Regions from separate parts of the Zea mays genome. Here regions 2, 3 and 4 are each linked to region 1. A link is a contact called in public Hi-C data. All regions are on one chromosome and are shown on one strand. Each heading gives the region's core, a stretch centred on a gene start, on an enhancer-like site or on the middle of the called end of the contact. The rest is flanking DNA. Distances are from core to core; before and after follow the strand shown. Region 1 holds the start of LOC100283858 (60S ribosomal protein L27). Region 2 holds the start of LOC100501472. Region 3 holds the start of LOC103626279 (heat shock 70 kDa protein 16). Region 4 has its middle 4.4 kb from the start of LOC100276340.

Region 1 (3,256 bases), core at 443-2,942:
CGGTACCCGTCCCATTTTCACCCCTAGAGTGGACATGGGCACCGATGGATGATAGAGCGGTTGAGGCAGAAGACAAGAGACCATCCGAGGCGAGCCAAATACATCAGCGAGGCGTTTAGTGTGTCCTCGACAACGGCACCAGAGATGGGAGCCGACCAGGGCTGGAAACGAGCTAAGCCAAGCTCGGCTCGGCTCAGCTCGATGCGGCTCGATGATTGAATGGGCTCGACTCGGCTCGATATTGGCTCGCGAGCTAATTCCTAATACTGATTATTGCATTATTTAGTGAATTAACATTATATAAATTTGAAATATGGAATCATCATTCAATATTATGAGTAATTTAAATTATAAAGTGTAATATATTCGCCATTAAAGACTAAAAAAACAAGCTATTATCCATAAAATTATCTAATATTAATCATTATTCGGAATCAAACAATTTGGCGCGGCTCGCGAGTCGAAATGAGCCGGCTCAGCTCGACTCGCTGAAAAAATGAGCTCGAGAAATGGGCTCGGCTCGTTCGAGGCTCGTGAGTCGCTTCGAGCCGAGCCGAGCCGAGCCACTCTAAATTCGAGCCGACTCGTGAGCCTCGAGCTTATTTTTCAGCCCTAAAACCGACAACTAAATGATAAGGATTTTTAGGTGTAACGGCAGGGAGCGCACGTCCCTCATGGCTCCTGTTTCGTCGCCCGCTTCTATGGGGGTTCGAGCCTATCATATTTTTGTTGTCCTTGTTCGATCATATATGGATGGAAGCTTATCTCGAAAATTATTTGTTTATGAGATGCTGGAGGAGAGGAATGGATCTACATGCTTTGTGCATGACAAACGGGACAGTGGAAATGATGGAACAATGAAAACTTGTATTTTAGGCTACCTTCAATAGATCGCACATAAGGCCATACAAAAAAACTGTTGTTTGCATTGTAGACATTATTGTTTATTTAGTAAAGTTTGAAATATATACTACTGTATATTTCAATAGTTTAAACTTTGCAAAACTCACTTGACCAAATCATCCACACTCATAACAATAACTAAATCCACCAAACAAATTGCACCCAAATTTAACACCATTAAATTCAACGGTTCAGAACATTAGATAACTTAATATCTATTACTCACGTAAATCAAATAGACAATATTATTTGGATCATTCTTCATCCTCTCCCCGTGACCCCACCGCCATAGCCTCCCCCAGTCCCTCTTCTATTGTGACCCCGCCGGCCCCTCCCCCTCCTCTCACTCGTGTCACTGCCACCATCGACTTCTTTCCTCATCTGATCGAGATCGTAGTGTTAGAACAAACTATATGCTATAAGAAGATAAGATAGGAGATGACATAGTTGCCTCACACAACCTTAAGGAGTAGAGAAGAGATGAGACCGGTGTTGAGCTGCAGAGCTGGGGCACATGAAGGAATGCTGGGATGGAATTTGGACTGGCCGACTGGATCTTTTTCTGTACGACAAAGAAAAGCTACAGTAGTGCTCATGTTGGGCCTTGGGCCATTGACGACGAGCCTTACATCAGACCCAGAACTACTTCATCCCGCGCCCCCTGAAGCTCGAGCACGGCAGCACCGTCCGATCCTGGATCCAACAGCCGAAACCCACCCACCTGGAAACCCTAGCGCCGCCACACTATATAACCTTCTCTCTTCGCCGTGCTCCGATTTGACACACCTCCCAAACCCTACACTCCCGGCGGCGGCGGCGGCGGCGCAGCAGCGGCAGCAGCATCCGAAGATGGTGAAGTTCCTCAAGCCCGGCAAGGCCGTTATCCTCCTCCAGGGCCGCTTCGCCGGCAGGAAGGCAGTTATCGTGCGCGTGTTCGAGGAGGGCACCCGCGACCGCCCCTATGGCCACTGCCTCGTCGCAGGCCTCGCCAAGTACCCAAAGAAGGTGATCCGCAAGGACTCCGCCAAGAAGACTGCGAAGAAGTCGCGCGTCAAGTGCTTCATCAAGCTCGTCAACTTCACTCACCTCATGCCCACCCGCTACACCCTCGACGTCGATTTCAAGGATGTCGCCACCGGTGGGCCCGACGCACTCTCTACCCACGACAAGAAGGTCGCCGCCTGCAAGACGGCCAAAGCGCGCCTTGAGGAGAGGTTCAAGACCGGCAAGAACAGGTGGTTCTTTACCAAGCTCCGCTTCTAGATGCTCGGCCTCCCGAATAGTCCTGCTTTAGCTGTCGATTTGTTGTATCGGACACACTCCATCTCTGTTTTCGTATTACCATGAATATTTCGTGTTTAGTCCTGGGGCTCTCAGAGATAAATTTGCTAAGATATGCCGTTGTTGTGTTACATGTTTTCGTGATAGGTCTGGTTAAAATTTTGTTCTGTTTTACGGCTTGCGGGTTTCTTGTTGGTGCCAGACATTTGTGATGCATCTTGTTAGTAGTGTTTCATCAAGTATGCTCTTTTGTTTCTCCTGATGATCTGGTTAATTATGAAAAGTAGAAATGTAGCATAAGGTATACAAATATATTATGTATAAAACCATATTAGTTTAATTGATATATGTCTAAATTACGATTATTAGAATGAAATTCAATTTCATGTATTCAAAGGGGGTCTTAGCTGAATTGAGCTAGTGGCCCTGGGCTCTATGGAATTGTTGAATGTTCAATTTGTGTCTTTAGGATTAACTGTTTCATCAAGTAGATGACAACAAATATTGGCTACAATCTTATTTATCCTATTGATTAGTTTGTTAAACTTGTAATGTCGGGTTGATTGCGAATATTAAACTTCCATGGAAAATCATGCTTTACTTAGATGCTGTTTGACTCCCTGTCAAAGAATTTTTTTAATACTGTTCATACTGCCTTTCGGAGCTGGGTAGTCATTCCTTTCCAAATATTTTTGAGTAACATTAGGGAAAATTTGATACGTTCGAATCGAAGCGCTGTTGGCTATCACATTGGATGCTGCTTCATTCATTGTCTTGTAATTAATGGGCAGTTAGTTTTAGTTTCTCATTTGTTTGTTGATCATGCTTGTAGCCTCTTGTTATCTTTTATTTACTCGTGAAATAAAATACAACGGATCCTAAGAATTCTACTACCTTCGTTCCATTTTATAATTTGTTTGACTGGCTTTTCAAAAAAAATCGTAATTATTATTAATTTTTACTGTGATATCGTTTAGTATATAATATATTTTAAATATGGCTTTGAATTTTCCATTTTCTTGCAAAAAAATTGAATAAGATGAACCGGTCAATCTCGGTTCAAAAAGTCAAA
Region 2 (3,572 bases), core at 613-3,112, 220 kb before region 1:
CATTGTATATTCTAATATATGCTACTTCCAAACTTTTAAATGCAAACTCAACAGCAATCAAACAAAAAATGTTAATGGTGACTTCTTTGGGATGAATGCCCTCTATATGTGTACTTTGAAGCAAGAGTTACAACTCACAAGTCAACTGGAAGAAAGGAGAGTATTTCATAAACAAACTAATCAGTGTTGGGAGCCATCCGATGAACTTAGAACTAACAAGAACATCAACTTCTCTTTTCAGTTTGTGAACACCACCACGGCAATGAAATGGGCTTCCACCTTAAAAAGTAAACTCTATCTAACAATAAAAAACCTTATACTTCCTCCATTCCAATTTATAATTCGTTTGACTTTTTTACCATAAGTTTGACTGCCTAGTATTATTAAAAAAAACATAATTGTTATTAACTTTTACTGTGATATCGTTTACCACATAATATACTTTAGATACGGCTTTGAATTTTTCATTTTTCGCAAAAATAAAAGAATAAGACGAACCGGTCAAACTTGTTACAAAAATTTCAAATGAATTATAAATTGAGACAGACGGAGTATAATATATGAATATTTTATTCGACACTGAGGCAAATTGACAACCAAATAAAAGATATTGATGCATAAAGATACCTTTATGTGGGGTGGAAATAAGGCAGCAAATTCTGAAATATCAGTGATGATATCTTCAAGATGCTGACCAAGGGTGCCAAGGCACAAGCTGACCAATTTCTGAGGTTTACCTTTCTTCGAGGAAGAATCTGAAGTACAATTTTGAAGTCAATATTTGGAGATAACGCTGCATATGCAATGACAAGAACAATTGAAAACCAATACAGAGTAAGATTGAATTATTCTGGTCTGCACAATAATTGATAAAGTAATCTCGATGAGTTTATCAACACAATGCACCATTTATTCATTTCAATTTAGTGATGAAGGTTTCAGTTCTGTTCAATATAAACTAACTTTTGTATGTCATCTTCTTGGCAGTTGGCCATAAAAATTATCCATGAAACAATTATAAATATGGAATACATGTCAATCGGTGGGAGTTTAGTATCTTCCTGAAATCCCATAAATTAACATAATGATCAAAGCGAAGCACACAACACTAATACTAGAAACTATGGGCCTGTTTGGATACAAGGGCTAATCAATAGCTTGGCAATCAAATTAGCTATCGTGCATCTAAACACGAGGGCTAATTTTTTAGACAAGTCTTCAACTAGTTGTTAACCAACTAGCAAGCCAACATAGCTAATTTGGACTAATATTTAGCCCCAACTAGTAACTAGCTATGTATCAAACATGCCCTAAAGTGAATCAATCAAACCCATCACTGCTTTATCATCCTAGAAAATTCTTAATTATGCACATATTTCGTTCTGCAGGAGACACCAACACACGAAATCAATCATTCTAAGCAGCTATAACCAATACACAGTCAGACTAGCTAGTTACCCAACATAAGCGAACAGGCGGCAGGGAGCTTACAGAAGGAGGGCGACGGTAGGAAGCTCTTGGTCTTGGGGTTCTGGCGCGGCGTGACACGGACATCGCTGAACGACGCCGCCAGCTCGGCCACCACCGATTTCCCTTTGTCCATCCTACCCCGTGGGGTCAGATCGAGGGCAGCCCCTCTGGCGTCGGGCCCTCGAGGCGGGCGTGGGCGCGGTAGCGGTATGGGCGACTGCGGCAGCAAGGTGGGCGAGGGTGGAGAAGGCGGTGGCGCGCTTGCCGGTTGGGATGGCGGTAGTGGGGCAGAAGGAACGGAGCCGGTGCGACGGCAAGTGGGTGAGCAGGGCAGGCAGACGATCGTGCACGGTCGGCCGCCGGAACGGGAGAGGTCGTCAATTTTCCGTCCGTTCTGTAGCTTTTTCCCGATATTTTTTTTTTTTTTTGCCTGGGCACGGCTTTTATTACCTAACTGGGGGTGGGGCCGGGGCCGGGGCCGGAGCGACCTTCCATCTCATCAAATCTGACCTTTCAAATCCAACTCTAAAGTGTCCCTACAAACTCTAGAATAGTTGACTTTTAGAGCACTCCAAAAGTTTTTCTAAATTCCACTCTCTAAATTATTATTTAAAGAACCATTTATATCAAAATAACTTTCTATATTTTTTCTTAGTCTGCAACAGTCTTTCTATATCTTATTTGCACTCTGTATTTAGCTAGCTAACCCAAAATAGAAAATAGCTATATTTAGATAAGTTGTTAGAGGATATTTTTTATAAAAAAAATCTATTTATATAGATTAGGAAGAATATAGAGAGGCTTTTGGAGATGCTCCTACATTAGCAAATATTTAACACACTGTGATGGTTCTAAAGTTATAATTTTTATAGACAAGTAAAGTGCTCGTATGTTGCTATACTTTCTATTTATGTTTAGTATAGAATATTTCTACTATATTAAAGCAACAATTTCGACGGTCATCCTACATCATCCTTTAAAACTAACCTTGCATTTGTTTGAAATCAACCTATGCAGCCATAATGCACACAAAAATATCCAAAAGTTGAATTGAATACGTGCATGCAGCGGTCACCGTTACCATAACGAACTTCGGTTGAACATCTCAATGTTGCGCCTTCGTGAGTCTACTGAATGAGAAAATACATCATAAATTTGGGATTGTTATTTCTATTCTGACTTGGATAAATTAATAAAAACTCATTTTGGTGATTCATTGAGTAGACATCTGGTTTATGTACATTTTAGCATATTCAACTTGTTAAGTTCTAGATTTTTTTATGCATATAAGAGCAACTCCAATAGTTATATAAATTTTAGCTCTCTAAATCACAGATTTAAGAAGTTGCTAAATGACTTTTGGAGTAAAAAAATGTGAGTTGTCCAATAGTTCTCTAAATATAGGTTGTAATTTTGTTTTATATTTATCCACATAAAAAATAAGTCACAAAAACTATATAATGCAGTCAACATTTTTGTTTAGGGAGTTGTTAAATGGTTGCCAAATGTAGAGAGAAAATGAGGTTAGATGATAAGTTGTTAAATTTAGAAAGTTCATTTAGAGAACTGTTGGAGAATAGTTTTCATGTTAACTACCTAAATTATTGATTTAGGAAGTCTTTTAGAGAACTACTGGAGTTGCTCTAAGCTTTCATTTTCTTTAGAACATGCACTTCGTGCCTAATATTTTCCTTATGGATAACATATACTGTATTTTTTGGTCAACCATAAAGGACTCTATCATATCTTTAATCTTTACCCCACATGTTGATTGCATTCTATCAAATACTAAAGATTGTTTTCTCGGGTTTGTTTGGTGAGCACATCATGTGGAGTTTTGTACAAAATGTCATAGCGGGAAGCTCATGCATTTTTGTGTGACTAATGTTTTAAATGTTCAGTCTATTGAACAGGGTCGTGCCGGTGAAATCCGAGGCCCTGTATAGATTTTGAAATGAGGCCTTATCCACGTGAATGCTCATGAGGAAGGTTTTTCTCCCATCTACATCTCTGTTGGGGAATTTATCTATGCGGGGAATCCGTCTCCATTAAGAAGTGCAATATTTAAAGATAAATTTAAATTAATTATATCAAATAAATAT
Region 3 (3,629 bases), core at 979-3,478, 180 kb before region 1:
AGAATCACTCAGGTTCAGCTCCCTTTAAAAAAAGTAATGTAAACAACACCTTTCTGTAAACAGCGCCCTAGAAGAACCATGCTCCTGCCTACACACCAGCTTGTTGTTTCTCTTTCACCCCGCGAGCGTGAGTACTAGGGCGACCACAACACTATCCCTGCTGCCCATGTCTTCGTTGGGGCCTTTGCTGGTGACCAAAACCCACCACAACACTATCCCTGCTGCCCATGTTTTCGTGACGGGTTCAGTCTTTATCTTCTCCTTTATCTTTGCACATGCATATTTCAAAATTAACATTTGAAATTTTTAAAAAAGTTCGAAGTGGCTAAGTATATGTGAGCCTGTTTTGTTTCGATCAGCTTGGCCATGATTAGTGACCCTAGAACACTGTACCGATGACAGTCATGTTTGTACGAAAGTATCTTTGTTTACCTGATGCAAAACCTAAGACACCATCATTACTTTTATGGATAAACGCCTTTCCTTGTTTGTGACCATTGTATTGTGGATTTCTGTGGTAGATTACTGAAAGGAATAGTTATTTATAGTAAAATACATATGTGGATGTTAATTCTCAAACACTGTTGTGTTCATAGAGACATATTAAAATCAACCTGGATTGTTTGAAGTTTGAACAATATAACATGGAAATGTGGGTACATGAGGATTCATTCTTTGCACAGGTCCGCAACCGCTGGAGGTCATAGTGCAAGATGTCAAGGCCAAGAAGCACAACCAGGCGCTATGAGTCCGGGTTGTTGGTCGCTGGATCTACGATACAGAGAATGGCAAAACCTACCATCAGGTGAGATAATCTGCATGTCCCTGATGTTCCCCTGCTTCTGATTACATGTTGAGTGACATCAAGTTTAATGGTAATCTAACAACATTGAGCAGGTAGAAGAACCCCAGAAATTTCTGCAGATAGGAGGTAAACATGCAGCAATTAAAAGGAAGTTGTTCTAGGTTTGCCTATTCATATAGTTGCTTTTGTGTTTGTTTGACTGCATATATCATGCATGGCTATGTGACAGAACTATTGATGATGGACTTTAGAGGTTGTTTGAACTTGTTTGCCGTTTAGGCACATTCATGGTAAATGATGGTCACCTCTTTGGTGGGGGAGATAAATCACACTTTCACTAATAGCTGGTCCAACTTAGATTTGAAAAACACCGCCAGCTGATAATACAGTTTTGAAGAAAAGCATATTATCATTCATTTTATTCACAGTGATAATGATAAAAAGATCATCGTTTGTTTTCATGTACGTGAATGTTTTTGCGTTGTACTGTATATTGTTACTTGTAAACAATATTTATTTAACATTTGTTCAAGTACCAAATTATGACAAGATTATGTCTGGCTTATGCACAATAGCTGAGGATTAAAATTTGCATTACCTAGAACTATTTTGAGAAAAAAGTTCTTTGGAGAAGTATATCTTCCATGTCACTTACAGAATAGAGTGTTAAAAATGATCCTAAATGTTGATGCCTTACTGCCTTAGTAACGCCAACAAAATTCCATTGTGTGTTCCTGATTTGAGGACTAAGACATTAATCAGTTCAAGTAGTACCATTTTGTGTTATCGAGTGAAAGCCAAGAATAGTGTAAATTTGACCACATGCCTTACTGCGAGAAAGTTTGACCACATGCATGTCAAAGCCAAGAATAGTGTAAATTTTAGAAAACAGTTTACTTGAGGTACCTCATAGTCATATGGATAGATAATAAGGACATTCGATATCTGGTACTTGTGAATTAGAAGATTTCATATGCCAATTTTTTTTGGTGGATGGAACATGACACATGTATTTATGGAGCTTTTATACTCACATTCTTGTATTTGTTGTTTGTAGCCTCGACAAACCTGGAGTTTGAACACATGACAGATGATGTGCTCACTTTTTTGGATGAAGAGATGCATTTATAGTTCACTGCGTTAGGTTTATATACATAATTATGTGGATTGGCCGGACTATAGCTCCCAATACTATATATATACCTCCCGTTATGGTTTGTCCTTATGCGGCGTCTTACTCCTGTTTTTCCTTGTGCTGAATGGATGCCTTTCTGTGCTGGATAGTGTGTTGGATAGGGCGCCCGAATGGGCGCCACCTGATCTAGTATAGTTTAAAAGGGAAACAAACACACACTAAATTAAATGCTAGTTCGAATTTGTTGGATTACGTATCAAACACAGCTCAAAATTACTAAGGAGCCGAGAGAAAAAAGGGCCGAGCCACGTCCCCGCAGTAGGCAAAAGAAACCGGCCCTACGTGTCGGCGACAGCCGAGTAAGCACGGGCCGGCTCCTCCTCGCCCAACAACCACCGCGGCGTGCGCCGACCGTACCCTCTCCCTCCGGCGCACCGCTCTGGTTCATCTCCAACTACATCCACCGCGCCCCAAATCGCACCCCGCCTCCCCCATTCGCGCCGATCGAACCCCAAATCGGTGGCGATGAGCGTGGTCGGCTTCGACGTCGGCAACGACACCCTGGTGGCGGCGGCGGCGCGGCAGCGGGGCATCGACGTGCTCCTCAACGCCGAGTCCAAGCGCGAGTCCCCCGCCGCCATCGCCTTCTCCCGCAACGCGCGCCTCATCGGCTGCCACGCCGCGTCCGCCTCGTCCGCGCACGCCCCCTTCTCCAGCGTCAAGCGCCTTCTCATGGGCGCCACGGGGAGGCACCCGGACTCCTCCCTACTCCGCGACCTGTCCCGCCTCCCCTTCCCCGCTGCCGTCGGTGGCGGCGCTGTCGTCCACGCCGACCACATCGGCCGCCGCATCGCGCTCTCGCCGACCCACCTCCTCTCCATGCTGCTGGCCTACCTCAAGCAGCTCGCGGAGGCCGACCTCGGCGGCGCCCCCGTAGCCGACTGCGTGATCTCCGTGCCCTGCTACTTCACTCAAGCGCAGCGCCGAGCCTACCTCGACGCCGCCGCCATCGCGGGGCTCAGGCCGCTCCGCCTCATGCACGACCTCGCCGCCACCGCGCTTGGCTACGGCCTCTACCGCTCCGACCTCGGCGGCTCCGGGGGTCCCACCTGTGTCGCGTTCGTGGACGTCGGCCAATGCGACACACAGGTCGCGGTCGTCTCTTTCGACATGTCGGGGATGAAGGTGCTGTCTCACGGGTTCGATGCAGACCTCGGGGGCAGGGACTTCGACGAGGTGCTGTTCGAGCATTTCGCCGAGGAGTTCAAAGACAGGTACATGATTGATGTCACAGGAAATGTCAAGGCCAGTATGAGGTTGAGGGCAGCCTGTGAGAAGGCGAAGAAGGTTCTGAGCGCGAACGCGGAGGCTGTGGTGAACATTGAGTGCCTGATAGAGGAGAAGGATGTGAGGGGGGTGATCCGAAGGGAGGACTTCGAGAAGCTATGTGCCAGGCTGCTGGAGAGGGTTGTTGAACCTTGCAACAGGGCGGTGACAGATTCAAGGATTGGATTGGAGAGGCTGCATTCTGTGGAACTCGTTGGGTCAGGTTCTCGTGTGCCTGCCATTGCCAAGGTGCTTAAGGAATTCTTCAGAAAAGAACCTAGTCGCACACTCAATTCAAGTGAGTGTGTGGCTCGGGGGTGTGCATTACAATGTGCAATGCTTAGTCCTACGTTCCGTGTTCGG
Region 4 (3,521 bases), core at 774-3,273, 250 kb after region 1:
TCCAACAGTAGCCTCTTACGGAATGAGTTCGTTTTTTATAACGAGCTTAGATCGCAAAAAAATATAATTAGGAGGTCTTGTGACGAAGGTCCGAAAAACACCTTCCCGAGCTTAGTAATGAAAATGACGAAAATATGTGCTTCAGCTTAGATAGAAATATGTATGTGGTCCACTGGACAACGAGAAGTTGGGAACGTGACTTTTTGCGCGCGCAAAATTTTCCATCTCGCGTGTCCTTGCGTTTGTCTTGCTGTTTAAAAACATAAGAGTGTGCGAGGCGGGATCACATTTACTGTCCTCACCTACTTGTTGTAGCCTTTTCCTGTGACTCCGAAGCTTTCTGTCACAACCCGTTTTTTAAAGCTAGCTTCAGAAAAAAATCTCTTTGGGTCAATCCCCTGTTGAGATGCAAGAATTCACACAACTGCTAGGGTAGCCACCCCCACTACTTCAGAGGCCTGCCAAAGTGATGAGAATGCTTTGGATACTGTGCCAATTTCTATGGCGCCGATTTCTGAAGTCATGAAGGCTTCGTCGGTTCTAAAATCTAAGCGCAGCTCGAAGGTTGCCGTAGAAGGGCACGAAGATAGGCCATCCAAACCAAGCTATATTGAGATGGGTCGATCTATTCCGAAGGAGAAGGACTTGAAGGAGATGAAATAGCTTGGCTACTTTGGGATAAGGACAAGGTACGGCTTGCTGGTGATAAGACAACTCCGAAGCCAAAGAGCAAGGAGGTCATACTTTTTAGAAGCTTCTTCCGAGCTGGCCTTCGTCTGCCAATGTATGGGATGATAGCGAAGGTCTTTGTGGTGGAACCGCCAAGATTATTCCAGTTTAAGTGCCTAAGTCCCGTCTTAGAGGCAGGCGGGCCCAGGATTTAAAGAATGGGTATTCGAAATTGTACTAGAGAAAAAATTGAACTATTTCCCTCATCATGACCACGAAAAGCCAACCCTTGATGCAACAGAAATCTTATGCACTTAAGTGACCATGTCAAACGAGCTAGGTATTGAGCCTTATACAATGAAGTATTTGAGGCAACTGACTCACGGATTGATGCTTTAGGTGTCAAAAATAAATTATATTTCTCCTCAGCTTCACAATGAGCACTATCAACAACACCAACATGCTTAAGCAAACTAGCTTTAACATTCCAATTTCTAAATCCTTCATTAACGAAAGCATCTCCACCGGGTAATTTGTTGTTAACTTTGAACAAATAGCAAACAAAACAATATGCAGCATCTTTATCCACACTATACTCAAGCCAACTAAACTCGGAAAACCACTTTGGTAGGAAGCGACGCATACCTCCACATTCATGTTGGGGAAAATCATCCTTCTTCATCTTTGGTCGACATGGCCCTAATGCAATATAGGCCCTTCTAACTGCATCTTGGATATTAATAGAATAGCTTGAGATTGGAGTCCTCAATCCAGGATCATGCTCAATGCCATAAATATCATTATCATCACTATCATTATCCTCACTCGATGTTGTCCCATTCAAGTGCACTAATTCAAAATCATCATTGTCTTCAACATCTACTATTATTGGAGGTTCAGGCTCAACCCTCTCTTGTTCTGCGGGTGTTGCATTACTAGTTTCAGTCTGTTCTTGAAATATCACCAATTACATCTCTCTTTCATTGGAAGATGGAGCAACAATATCCTTCTTTTTTGCAGCAGCTCTTGATAAAAAAGCTCTTAGATCAGTGGTAGCACTGCTCTTCCTCTTTATTTTCAAATCTGCAAATAAATCACAATACACTCAATTCAATGCCTAGTCTAAAACAAATTAAGATACGCTCAAATCAAATTAGTGAAACCAAGCGGCTGGGCGAGCATACCAACAGGCAAGCGGCAAAGCCTTGTTTCATTGTGGCATGTGGGTGGGCAGCAAGCGGTAGCCGGTAGCCAGCCTAGCAGCAAGCAAGCAAGAGGCCAAGAGCAAGCGGGACTGCAGGTCTGCGGGAGCCTGGGTGTGGCTGGATGCACGGGCTACCGCCTGCGGCCTACCGGCTAGCCTGGCGGCTAGCGCTAGCGCCTGGCCGATGGTGGCTAGAGTGCTGCCGTGCTGGGGCAGCGGAGTGACGCAGACACACAGTGGCACTGTTGCAGACCTAATGGGCAAGCCGGCCAGATGGGTCGAGCATGTTAATATGTTATGGAAGGCCATGTATGCCGAGCAGAGTATATTCATGTATTTTCAATATTTCAGAGTATATATATAGCATATACATGTATATATAATTTTTTTTTACCAAAAATACTGGGTATTCAACTGAATACCCTTGTTTCATTATGGGCCCGCCCCTGCAGTGACACACTAAAATCAAAATAAACTATCAGTCTGTCGGATCTAGTCCGATAAAAACCACTTATACCAGATCGAATGTCACTTGCTCACTCGAAGGTGAGACACAAAGAAATATAATAAAGCATAATACCACAAATTTAAGAGCACCAATAGTTATTACATCTTCAGAGTTCAGGGTAGTAAACCATAGTTTTTAGTGCAGCGGAAATTAACTAACGAAGATAACTGGGAAGTATGGCGAATCCTGGCCAACTACTCCTGGTCCTCTCCTGCAGAGGCAGCATCTCACTCAACTGTCCAACCCGATGGCAGGGTGGAAGGCCAAGTCACACCATCAACCATTTCATGCAAGATACCTAAATATTTTGGTGCCACAAGCAAGGCTAAGTATACTAATACTCAGCTAGACTTATCTGGTGTGAGGAGTCTACACCTCTACCTCTAGACCATGAAGTTATGTGGCTGAGAGGATTGTTTTACCGAAAGCACTATCTGAGTCTAAGTCAAGTTTTAGCTTTTCAAGTTCTAGAATATTCCTTAAATTATCTTAGCATCCTTCTAATCACCACATGGTAACAAGCATTTATAGCAAACAACACTTTATATCATGAAACCTTATTACACTTCTTACTCGATGCAACAACATGTATCAAGCAGTCTCATTAGCTGCAAGAAGCAAACGATTCAAATCGAGTTTTAACATTGCAAGGTAAACCTAAACACATGACATGTAGGGGAACTCCGTCCCCACAAACGTCTACCGTCCCCATCAATTCCCCGTCAATGGATCAGAGCCTCACTGCCTTGGGTACAATGCTCCACTGCCCCGGACCCAGCCATGCAGTGACCGTCGTTGTACCCACCATAACTGCAATGGGAGACCATTTCTCATGATAGGTGAGGATAAAGTCTGTTGGCAGGTTCACTCAGGTACTCGACTTACCGATTTACCATATTTCTTGGCATGTGCTTAGTACTTTCAAATGCTTGCTTGACCTAGTATACTAATTCTATCTTGATTGATTTACCATCTTGACGGTGGCTAGGCGAGAGGTGGGCGGCTGCTCGTTTACTGGTGGCGAATTAGGGTTCACTTAATCGTGCCCCTGTCCCTCATTATATAGGCGTTTTGGTGGGCTTCTGACTCCGAAGCCCATTATTAACCCTAAAGCCCTGTCTAATTTCGGATCTAATCGAG

The links. A called contact is a pair of places that touch in the nucleus more often than the background predicts.
Region 2: a contact with region 1 is called in a Hi-C map of endosperm, with 2.1 times the contacts expected there. The contact joins the promoter of LOC100501472 here to the promoter of LOC100283858 in region 1. A contact is called at or near these places in 3 of 25 Hi-C or Micro-C datasets (ear, endosperm and tassel).
Region 3: a contact with region 1 is called in a Hi-C map of endosperm, with 2.5 times the contacts expected there. The contact joins the promoter of LOC103626279 here to the promoter of LOC100283858 in region 1. A contact is called at or near these places in 4 of 25 Hi-C or Micro-C datasets (ear, endosperm, leaf and 1 more).
Region 4: a Hi-C map of leaf shows a contact between it and region 1, with 5 times the contacts expected there. The contact joins the enhancer-like site here to the promoter of LOC100283858 in region 1. A contact is called at or near these places in 6 of 25 Hi-C or Micro-C datasets (bundle sheath, ear, endosperm and 2 more).

What each region holds. Positions count from the first base shown.
Region 1 is chr5:42,665,071-42,668,326 of Zm-B73-REFERENCE-NAM-5.0, reverse strand. LOC100283858 (60S ribosomal protein L27) reads left to right here and starts at 1,692. Exons shown (of 1, transcript NM_001291614.1): 1 at 1,692-2,277. The coding sequence starts at 1,753. The coding sequence ends at 2,166.
Region 2 is chr5:42,887,149-42,890,720 of Zm-B73-REFERENCE-NAM-5.0, reverse strand. LOC100501472 reads right to left here and starts at 1,862. Exons shown (of 6, transcript NM_001362581.1): 1 at 1,492-1,862; 2 at 628-755. The coding sequence starts at 1,603.
Region 3 is chr5:42,843,723-42,847,351 of Zm-B73-REFERENCE-NAM-5.0, reverse strand. It overlaps LOC103626279 (heat shock 70 kDa protein 16), which reads left to right and starts at 2,228. Exons shown (of 9, transcript XM_008646666.3): 1 at 2,228-3,629. The coding sequence starts at 2,466. It overlaps LOC109939671, which reads left to right. Exons shown (of 8, transcript XM_020537976.1): 8 at 684-748. The coding sequence ends at 748.
Region 4 is chr5:42,415,658-42,419,178 of Zm-B73-REFERENCE-NAM-5.0, reverse strand. No RefSeq gene overlaps it. Among protein-coding and RNA genes, the nearest start is that of LOC100276340, 4.4 kb to the left of the region's middle. Within about 2 kb of position 2,023, at least 16 of the 20 cell types and tissues checked have an H3K27ac peak or open chromatin away from gene starts, as enhancers often do. A contact at or near this core is called in bundle sheath, ear, leaf and 1 more, where this site is marked.